Regions from separate parts of the Mus musculus genome. Here region 2 is linked to region 1. Evidence: chromatin contacts called from public Hi-C data. All regions are on one chromosome and are shown on one strand. Each heading gives the region's core, a stretch centred on a gene start, on an enhancer-like site or on the middle of the called end of the contact. The rest is flanking DNA. Distances are from core to core; before and after follow the strand shown. Region 1 holds the start of 9130024F11Rik (RIKEN cDNA 9130024F11 gene). Region 2 has its middle 43 kb from the start of Hsfy2.

Region 1 (4,249 bases), core at 554-3,053:
GGTTCCAGGGGCTGACAGAAGCCGGACGCGGCAGGCACCTCGCCGGGGCCGCGGCCCCTGCCCACGTGCTATTTTTTTTTTTTTTTTAAGGAGGTCCGCGCCCATGCCGAATGGCCAAGACAAAAGCGCGGCCGGCAGCGGGGTTTTGGCGGGCAGTCACCGCGCCACCTTAAACAAGTAAAGCTGCGCGAGCCGAAAGGCTAGGGCCGCGGGAGTCCGCAAAAGTTTGTGGCTCCTAAGCCTTAGAAGGACCAGCTAGGGACTCATCGGCGCGGCCTCGCTCGGGGCGGAGAGGCTAGGTCCCCACGGCTCAGCTCTGCTCGCGCCGAACTCGGTCCTCAGCCGCTGAGGGTCTTCGGGAGCCCCAGTGCTGCAACCCGAGGGGCGCGCAGCTTCAGCGCCCCGGCCGGCACAGTGTTCTGGCCTCCGGGCAGCTCGGGCTGCGCCGCTCGCAACGTAGCCCGCGTGGCGAGAGTGGCAGGGATGCAGCCTGCCTTGTGCCCACGGAGCAACCCTTTCTCCAGTGCCGGACCCACAGCCAGCCGGACGGGCGGAGTCTCGCTCCAGGCGTTCGGGACACCCGGGCTATTGTTCCGGACCCGCGGCCGCACGGGATTTGAGGGAGAAGTGGCCTTCCCCAAACGCGGCCGGGAGCGCTTCGGGCCGGGCCGGTCGGCTCCGAGCAGATGGGGAGCTCGCTCGCACCGAGAAAAGTTGCTCCGAGGGGCGGAGGCGGTGGGTGGTGGGCGGAGGCGGTGGGTGGGGGAGGCGATCGCCCTCCTATCTCCAAAGTCGAAAGTACTCGGCGGCGCAATTAACAGAGCCCGGAGACGAGGCAGCCTCTGCCGCCTCCCGAGCGCCAGCCTGCGCCTCTGCGGCGAGCCGCGACACGGAGCGCCCGCCTAGTCGCCGCAGCCTGCGCGCCGGGACGAGTGCGCCTAGGGGCTGGGCGAGGCGGCTGCGCCCTGGACTTGCTACAAGGAGGAGGACCAGACCCTGGGCCCTGGCGTTCGTCAGCGCTTAGACGCACCCATTCGTCGGCCGTGGCCACCGCCTCGCGCCACACTCAGTCCTCAGCCATCCGTCCTTCGTCGCCCGGTGCATGAGGTCCTTGCCACCCCGCTCCCACCTCCGACTCCCCCCTTCCTCCTTTTTCCCTGACTCCCACCCCCTCGCCTATCCCTGTGCCTCCTCCGCAGCCCGGCTCCTTGGGTCGCCGTGCTCACAGCGATTGATTGATTGATGTTTAATTTCCTGCCAGGCGGGGCCCCCCTCCCCCCGCAACCTCCCCAGCCCTCCTCCCCGCCCCCCACTCCCCTCCTTCATTGCGGTGGACCAGTCTGGCTTGGGTTTAGATCCGTCCCCCCCATTCCCATCCCGAAATAACCCAGAGACATCCCCTACCCCCACCCCAAATTATTATTTTGAAGGCGCTAGATCTGGGGACCGAAAGGGGGAGGGGGAGAAATCGGAAACCGAGGACAACCCAAAAGGACTCACTTTGCCTGATGACTCAACGCAACTAATAATCATCTCCCTCTCAGTGTCTTTCTCTCTGCGGCTTGTCAGTGAGTCCGGCTCTGGCTTCTGGCAGAGGCAGCCGCGAGGGGAGAGGTTGGAGGTGACAGCTTGTGCGGCCGCCGCGTTTTCTCTTGCGCGCGGTCCGGGGTCTCCGCACCTTCCCCGCTCTTGGTGGCAACGTCCCCGCGACTCTGGCCGCGCCTCCTCTGGAGCTAGCGGCTGTAGGAGCCAGCAGCCGCCGCAGCCTCCCAGTCCTCAGCCCTTTCTCTCCAGAACCGGTCTTCTACCCGAAGGTGTGAAAGGCTCTTTCAGCCCCCTCTCCCCCCCCCCTCCTCCGCCGTCCCCTCCCCCGCTCGCTCTGGTGCCCCTTTGGAGGAGTCCTCCTTTCCCTCTCCTCCTCCTCCCTCACTGCCCCCCGCCCCCATCATCATAACAACCATCTCCGAACCAGAAGAAGACACCCTGACCCAGGACCTTAAACGCTAGGACCGGGGAAGAGGAAAAGGAAAGGGGAAGGAGGAAAGAGAAAGGAAGACTAGGACAACACTACAATTCACCAAAAACTTTCCACCCTGGATTCTCTACTTTTGCTCCATGGACAGAGCCCCAGCCAGCCAAGTTTCAGACAGACCGTGAGCAGTAAGTACGCTGGGCGAGGGCTCCCACGCGGCGCCTGTAGTTCGGGAAGCCCTGGGCGCGCTAAGTTCCCCGGCTGTTCTGGGGCTCTGGCTCTCACGCGCGCTTAGGCGAAGCCGGGAAGTGCGGTGGAGCCTTCACTGGCAACCCCTCCGAGCACTCCCTACATCTTTCGCATTCTTCTTAACTCCTCTCTGTCCCCCACCACCACCTCGTCTGGACTCGTGGCGACTAGGCTTCTCCCGCGTCCAAAGCGCTCTTAGAGGATTCTCAGAGCCCCTGGTGTATTAGGGGTTCCTTTCATGGGTTTCAGTGACAATGTGGGCGCCGTTTCATCAGGTGTTTTCCCTTCTTCCGGGTCACTCCTCCAAAATTGAAGAGTATGGAGCACTGCTCGCCTAGGGACCTCGAGAAAAACTTTCCAGATTTAGAAATTAGGATTAATGAAGCCTGCTCCTGTACCTAAGAATCAAGATTTCTTTCTCTTATGTTGTACGCTTAATGGCTTAAAAAACAACAACCACATCCAGGATACGATGAAGATAAGAATGCTCCCAAATAATAATTGTGATCCTGGGATGGAGGGTAGCCTTTCCAAATCTCAGAGTGTTTTGGGATGCTCGCTCACGTGAAATTATAGTTAATTTTTTTGTGTGCAAAGGTGTGTGTTTGTGTACACAAGTGTACTTGGTCCATAAAGGTAAAAGGTGGGGATTCCATGGATCCATTGATCCAGCTTGGCCATCCACAGCGCATTTATCAAGCAATTAATTTGCTTAAGGACCCGTGTAAGTCCTTGCTCCCTCCCTGGCCTGGTGGGACCTCTCGCCCATAAGTACGCTCCTTTCAAAACCCTGACACCCCAAGTGGGGCTTATGGTGGTGGTGGCTCTTTATCAAAGAGAGGATAATGCCAGCGCTGCCCGCAATGAATGGGGTACTGCTTAAAGGCTTCGAGGTCCGACTCTGTCCACACAACTGAGGGCTAACTCTTGGGACCTGAGACAGAGCAGGTCTTAGTACCTCAAGTTCTGGGCAGCTTTGGGACCTCCAGTGTTTGTTTGGTTGGGACTTGCTTTCCCGGGACCCTTCGGTACCCTTCTGCAGCGTGGGAGGAAGTTTGTGTGGCTGCGGTGCAGTGCTCTGCCACTGGCCTGATCGTCTATCACGTGTGTGAGCGGTTTTCCCTCTTTTTTTTTTCCCTCCCCCTTTCCTCCCCTCCGCCCCCTCCCTAGGTCCCTGCGCGTTTTATTGCGACCTGCCGGTGGGAACTTTGTCTCCAAATCGGAGCAGCATGGAGCGGCGGAGCGAGAGCCCGTGTCTTCGGGACAGCCCCGACCGAAGAAGCGGCAGCCCCGACGTCAAGGGGCCTCCCCCGGTGAAGGTGGCCCGGCTGGAGCAGAACGGCAGCCCCATGGGAGCCCGCGGGAGGCCCAACGGCGCCGTGGCCAAGGCCGTGGGAGGTAACAGCCCGGAGCTGGGAGGTGCGCGCAGCGGAGGCCCAGTGATAATGGCCTGGGTGTCAGGGTTCAGGTTGATTAGGCGCTGTTTCGGTGTAGGATTACAGGAAGTCAAATCCAGGTTGCCAAATAGTGCCCTAGTTGCCTCTCCGCAACTGGTAGTAGCTTCATCTCGAGTTAAAACAAGAAAGTGGTTTACCCAGAGGGTGGCATTTTTTGGGCACTTTGCCACTCTGTGCTGAGGTGTTGGCAGGTCTGTGTCACAGCCAGCTAACTGTTTCTAGATTTTCCTAGAGAGCTCTTTAGTGTTTTAACTCCTTTGCCTTGCCTCGGATCTGTTTTAGGGCTGAAGCTTGTATGCCTTGGTTGTAGTGGGACAGAGACCTAGGATCTGGCTAGAGTCGAAGCAGTGACTCTGGTGTTCTTCTGTAGCTGGGACAGGGTTGAGACAAATGAGTGACAGCTAGGACTGTGTCCTGCAGAAGTTCTAGGGGAAAAAACCGAAGGATCACCGTGAATCCATTATGTCCTTAGAGGATTTGATGCTGTTTTGCCTGCAGAGTTTAGACGGAGCCGGTTATAACTTTGATAGGAATTAGAGAATTGGGTGAAAAACAGCAAGCAACTCTATAT
Region 2 (4,557 bases), core at 219-2,718, 290 kb after region 1:
TGAATGGCTCAGATCAAAAACTCAAGGGACAACACATGCTAGTGAGGATATGGAGAAAGGGGAACACTCCTCCATTGCTGGTGGGAGTGCAAACTTTAAAACCACTCTAGAGAGCAATCCGAAGGTTTCACAGAAAGTTGAAAACAGTTCTACATCAAGACCTGGTTATACCACTCCTAGACATATACAAAACAAAAACAAAAACAAAAACAAAAACAAAAACAAACAAAAAAAGCTCTATCAACCCCAAAGACATGCTCCACTCTGTTCAATCCGAAGGTTTCACAGAAAGTTGAAAACAGTTCTACATCAAGACCTGGTTATACCACTCCTAGACATATACAAAACAAAAACAAAAACAAAAACAAAAACAAAAACAAACAAAAAAAGCTCTATCAACCCCAAAGACATGCTCCACTCTGTTCATAGCAGTTTTATTCATAATAGCCAGATAGTGGAAACAACCTAAATGTCCCTTAACTAAAGAATGGATACACAAAACGTGGTTTATTTACACAATAGAATACTATTCAGCTATTAAAAACAAGTACATCATGAAATTTGCAGGTAAATGGATGGAACTAGAAAATATCATCCTTAGTGAAGTAACCCAGACCCCAAAGGGCATACAAGGTATGATAAGTGGAGTATATATAGCCATAAAGCACAGAATACTCATGATACACCCCACAGACCCAAAGAAATTAAACAAGAAGGAAGGCCCAAGCGACGATATTGAATCACACTTAGAAGGGGAAACAAAGTACTCATAGGAGGCAGAGTGAGAGAGGGAACTAGCTGGGAGAGGGGAGGGCCGGGTGGGGAGAATCTCTAGGAAGTCCCAGAGACCTGATATAGGAGAGGCTCACTGGAGTCGATGCCGGTGACCTTAGCTGGGATGCCTAAGAGTGGAGACATGAAACCTGAAGAGTCCACTTCCTGTAGCCAGGCAGGACACCAATGTAGGGATAAGGACACCAACCCACCCACAAAACTTTCAACCCAAAATTTGTCCTATCTACAAGAAATGCAGGGATGGAGCAGAGATGGAAGGAAAGGCCAACAACCAATAACCACCCCAACTCATCCCACAGGCAAGTACCAGTGCCTGACATTATTAATAATACTCTGTTATGCTTACAGACAGAAGCCTAGCATAACTATCCTCTGAGTGGTTCCACCCAGCCGCTGACTCAGACAGATGCAGATACCCACAGCCAAACACTGGATGAAGGTTAGGTAATCTTATGGAAGAGTTGGGGGAAAGATTGAAAGCCCTGAAAGGGATGGGGACCCCAGAGGAAGACCAACAGAGACAACTCACCTGGAGCCCTGGGAGATCTCAGAGACCGAGTCACCAACCAAAGAACATACATGGACTGTAACAAGGCCCCTTCCTGAACATATGTAGCAAATAGGCAGCTCAATTCCCATGGCTTCCTGGTCTGGCCTCAGTGGGAGAGGATATGACTAATCTGGCAGAGACTTGGTGTGCCAGGGTGGGGGATATTGGGGGTGGCATCCTCTCAGAGGAGAAGGGGATGGGGGATGGGAGAAGGGACTCTGTGAGTGGCGGGGGACTAGGAGGGGAGACAGTGTTTGGGATGTAAATAATAAAAAAAAGGCAAAGAAAAAGAATTGGGTAATATTTGTTATGTCTATAAATAAAAAGAAAAAAAAAAACATTTTCAATACAAAATAGTTTGTATATCTACCAAGCTACATTCTTCCTTTAAAATGTTGATGGTAAACTCCCACTTAGAAATCAACTGAAAATGGGATTTATTCATTTAATAAATTTTTTTTTCCTAAAAAAGAAAGAAAAAAGAAAGAAAGAAAGTGACCAGATTAGATGTCAAACTCCTTAAGAGCAAACTTTGCTTTCTATTTTTATTTATCTTAACAGTTTATCAGAGTTCACTGCTACACAGTTGCTTAGGTAGGAACATTTTCAATAACCAATTTCGGTCAAGAAGTCCCCTTTCAATCTATTCTCTGAGTTTCTCTGGTGCTGTGGCAGCAATTCATAACAGCTATGAAGGCTCTTCATACTTGTTCAGTGAGTATTTCTCAACTTGTTTTTCATCAAGCATGGTCCAAGAACCACATGCAACAGCATTATCAGAATGATTGCTATAAATGATCGTTCCTGTATTGGTAAGGTGGTTCGGCAGGTAAAGGAACCTGCCACCAAGGCTGACAACCTGAGTTAGATCACTCAAACTCCCATGGTGGAAGGAGAGGATGGCTTTACATAAACTGTCTTTTGACTTCCACAGGCACACAAACGTTAGATTAATAGGATAATATTAATAACAATGATAGGAATGCATTATTATATACATGTAAATGTATATAAATTATACATAAGTTATATATAATTATGAATGCATTTCTGCAGTTCAGTTCAGAATCATGTGGTTAAAGCCTAGGACTGAGAAAACACTGTATCAGGATTGGAACATCTACATCTAAATAATTTGAAAACTCAAAAATTTCAAGATTTCTTCCTAAACTTAAATTTCCAGTTCTTCTCTGCACCTTCACCAACTAATTTGAGTAGCAGGAGATGAAGTTTTTGGCATATTTTCACCTTTGCATCCAGTGCCCACGTGTGAGATTCTGTTCAGTGTTTTTAGAGATGTTGTAAATAGCCAGTGTCCAGGGAGGTCATTGCTGAAATCGGCTGGGCAAGGGAAATAGTCACTTTAACATTTTTAAAATTTGTATTTAATCTTCAAGTTGAAAGTTGATTTTCCATATTTATCTCAAATGTCCCTAACATTCTATGAGCATGGCTTAAATATTTTTAAATCCAGATTTAGATTTTACAACTCTATAACTTCTAACCCTCTTATTATTGAGCATGGCTTTAAGACACTTAGTTGGAAAAAATAATGTTGTTTTAGGGAACAATTGTTCATTTAGGAGTAGACCATCTATCATTCAGCTAAGTCTATGAGTCTGTTTTATTTTCCAAGTCAGTGTTGACGGTATGGAGGATTGCCTTCTTTATTTATGCTACCTCCCACCTCTTTGGTGGTGTAAGAACTTTGGAGTATATCTAGTGACAAATTCTTAACCTGTCTACAGTAGCAAATCTGAGCAACTGCTTCCTCTACCTCCAGGCCTTGGAAGTAACACTTTTTCCTTGCTTGCCTCAACAAAAATTCTATCCTGTTCTTAGCCAACCCAACAGTTCATAAGACTTACTATGGCTGACCAAAGCATGGGTTTTCAGGGTGGAGTCCACAAAGGCAGAAGCATCTCCAGGAGACATGGAAAAGGCCTTATTGAACATTAATGTCTGTGTGTTCATTTAATAGATGCATAAACTAAGGTCAGAAGAGCTAGTCATCTACTCAAGACAACACATACATTCAGATCAACTGATTTGTGATCAGTATTTGTCTATATCGTAGTATTTCTCGCTACTTGGAGAGAAAACCAACAAAACTAACATGAAACCCAAATAAAACCCCAATTGCCTTACCTCAAGCAGTGCTATTGTCCCCAACAAGAACTTCTCTTTCTGAAATGCCTCATTCAAACAGTTCCTAGTGTACCTTATTAGTCTTGCCATGACTTGATACAAGTTTATTACCTTACAGTTCTAAAAACGAGAGGTTCATAATAGACCTCTATCTGGAGTCCCAGAATACATTCAGACCTGACAGGACATACCATTTTCATCCACTCACCTACAGCTTGGTTTGGGAAAGGTTTGGCTGGTCTTGATTTCTGTTAGTGACCTACTTTTAGTTGTGAGTTTGGGGGAAGCCAAATTCTCTCTTCTCTTCTTTTCTCTTCTCTTTCTCCTCTCCCCTCCTCTCCCCTCCTCCCCTCCCCTCTCCTTCCCTTTCTTTTCCCACCCTTCCCATCCCCTTCTCTATCCTGCTCCCTCCCTCCCTCCTCTCTCTCTTTCTCTTTCTTTCTTTCTTTCTCTCTTTCTTTCTTTCTTTCTTTCTTTCTTTCTTTCTTTCTTTCTTTCTTTCTCTCTCTCTCTCTCTCTCTCTCTCTCTCTCTCTCTCTCTCTCTTTCTTTCTTTATTTCTTTCTTGTTTTTCAAAACAGGGTTTCTTTGTGTAGCCCTGGCTGTCCTGGAACTCACTCTGCCAACCAGGCTAACCTCAGACTCAGAGAGGAAAAGCTGAAGGCAGACTCTTTCCCCCAAACAAATAAATGTGTGGAATATTATTCATGGCTTTATGAATGAGATCTGACAGGGTTAGTCTACATATAATTTGTGTACTTCTCCTGCAGGTCTAGCCAGGATGTGACAAAAAGCATTGCCTTGAACCTGAAGTCTTTGGAATTTTTGATCAAGATGGCAGGTTTTGGCTCCTTTCAAGGATATATCTGCTCACATTTAAAGCAAACCACAACTTCTGTCTTTGCTCTTTTGTCATGCAAACTGAGTCTGTTGAGGCTTTCATTGACTAGTACAGTATCAGTCATAGATGGTTTATTATCAGCATGTCATCTGAAGAAATTGAATGGGAAGGTGATCTACAGAAAAAAGCAGAAATCCAAACAAAATGAAAACCAAATCAAAACA

The links. Hi-C and Micro-C count contacts between places; a contact is called where the count stands out from the background.
Region 2: a contact with region 1 is called in a Hi-C map of adipose-derived mesenchymal stem cells, with 3 times the contacts expected there. The contact joins the enhancer-like site here to the promoter of 9130024F11Rik in region 1. A contact is called at or near these places in 5 of 39 promoter capture datasets (the 3T3-L1 cell line, the C10 cell line, embryonic stem cells and 1 more), 2 of 15 datasets of contacts at CTCF or cohesin (the NIH/3T3 cell line and large pre-B cells), 2 of 484 Hi-C or Micro-C datasets (adipose-derived mesenchymal stem cells and embryonic stem cells), 4 of 115 datasets of contacts at active chromatin or transcription factors (embryonic stem cells and kidney) and 3 of 9 other capture datasets (adipose tissue, liver and pancreatic islet).

Annotation. Positions count from the first base shown.
Region 1 is chr1:56,969,023-56,973,271 of GRCm38.p6, reverse strand. 9130024F11Rik (RIKEN cDNA 9130024F11 gene) reads right to left here and starts at 1,803. Exons shown (of 2, transcript NR_024326.1): 1 at 1,501-1,803. It overlaps Satb2 (special AT-rich sequence binding protein 2), which reads left to right and starts at 1,938. Exons shown (of 11, transcript NM_139146.2): 1 at 1,938-2,160; 2 at 3,392-3,619. The coding sequence starts at 3,451.
Region 2 is chr1:56,678,097-56,682,653 of GRCm38.p6, reverse strand. No RefSeq gene overlaps it. Among named protein-coding and RNA genes, the nearest start is that of Hsfy2, 43 kb to the right of the region's middle. Within about 2 kb of position 1,468, at least 21 of the 459 cell types and tissues checked have an H3K27ac peak or open chromatin away from gene starts, as enhancers often do. A contact at or near this core is called in the NIH/3T3 cell line and adipose-derived mesenchymal stem cells, where this site is marked.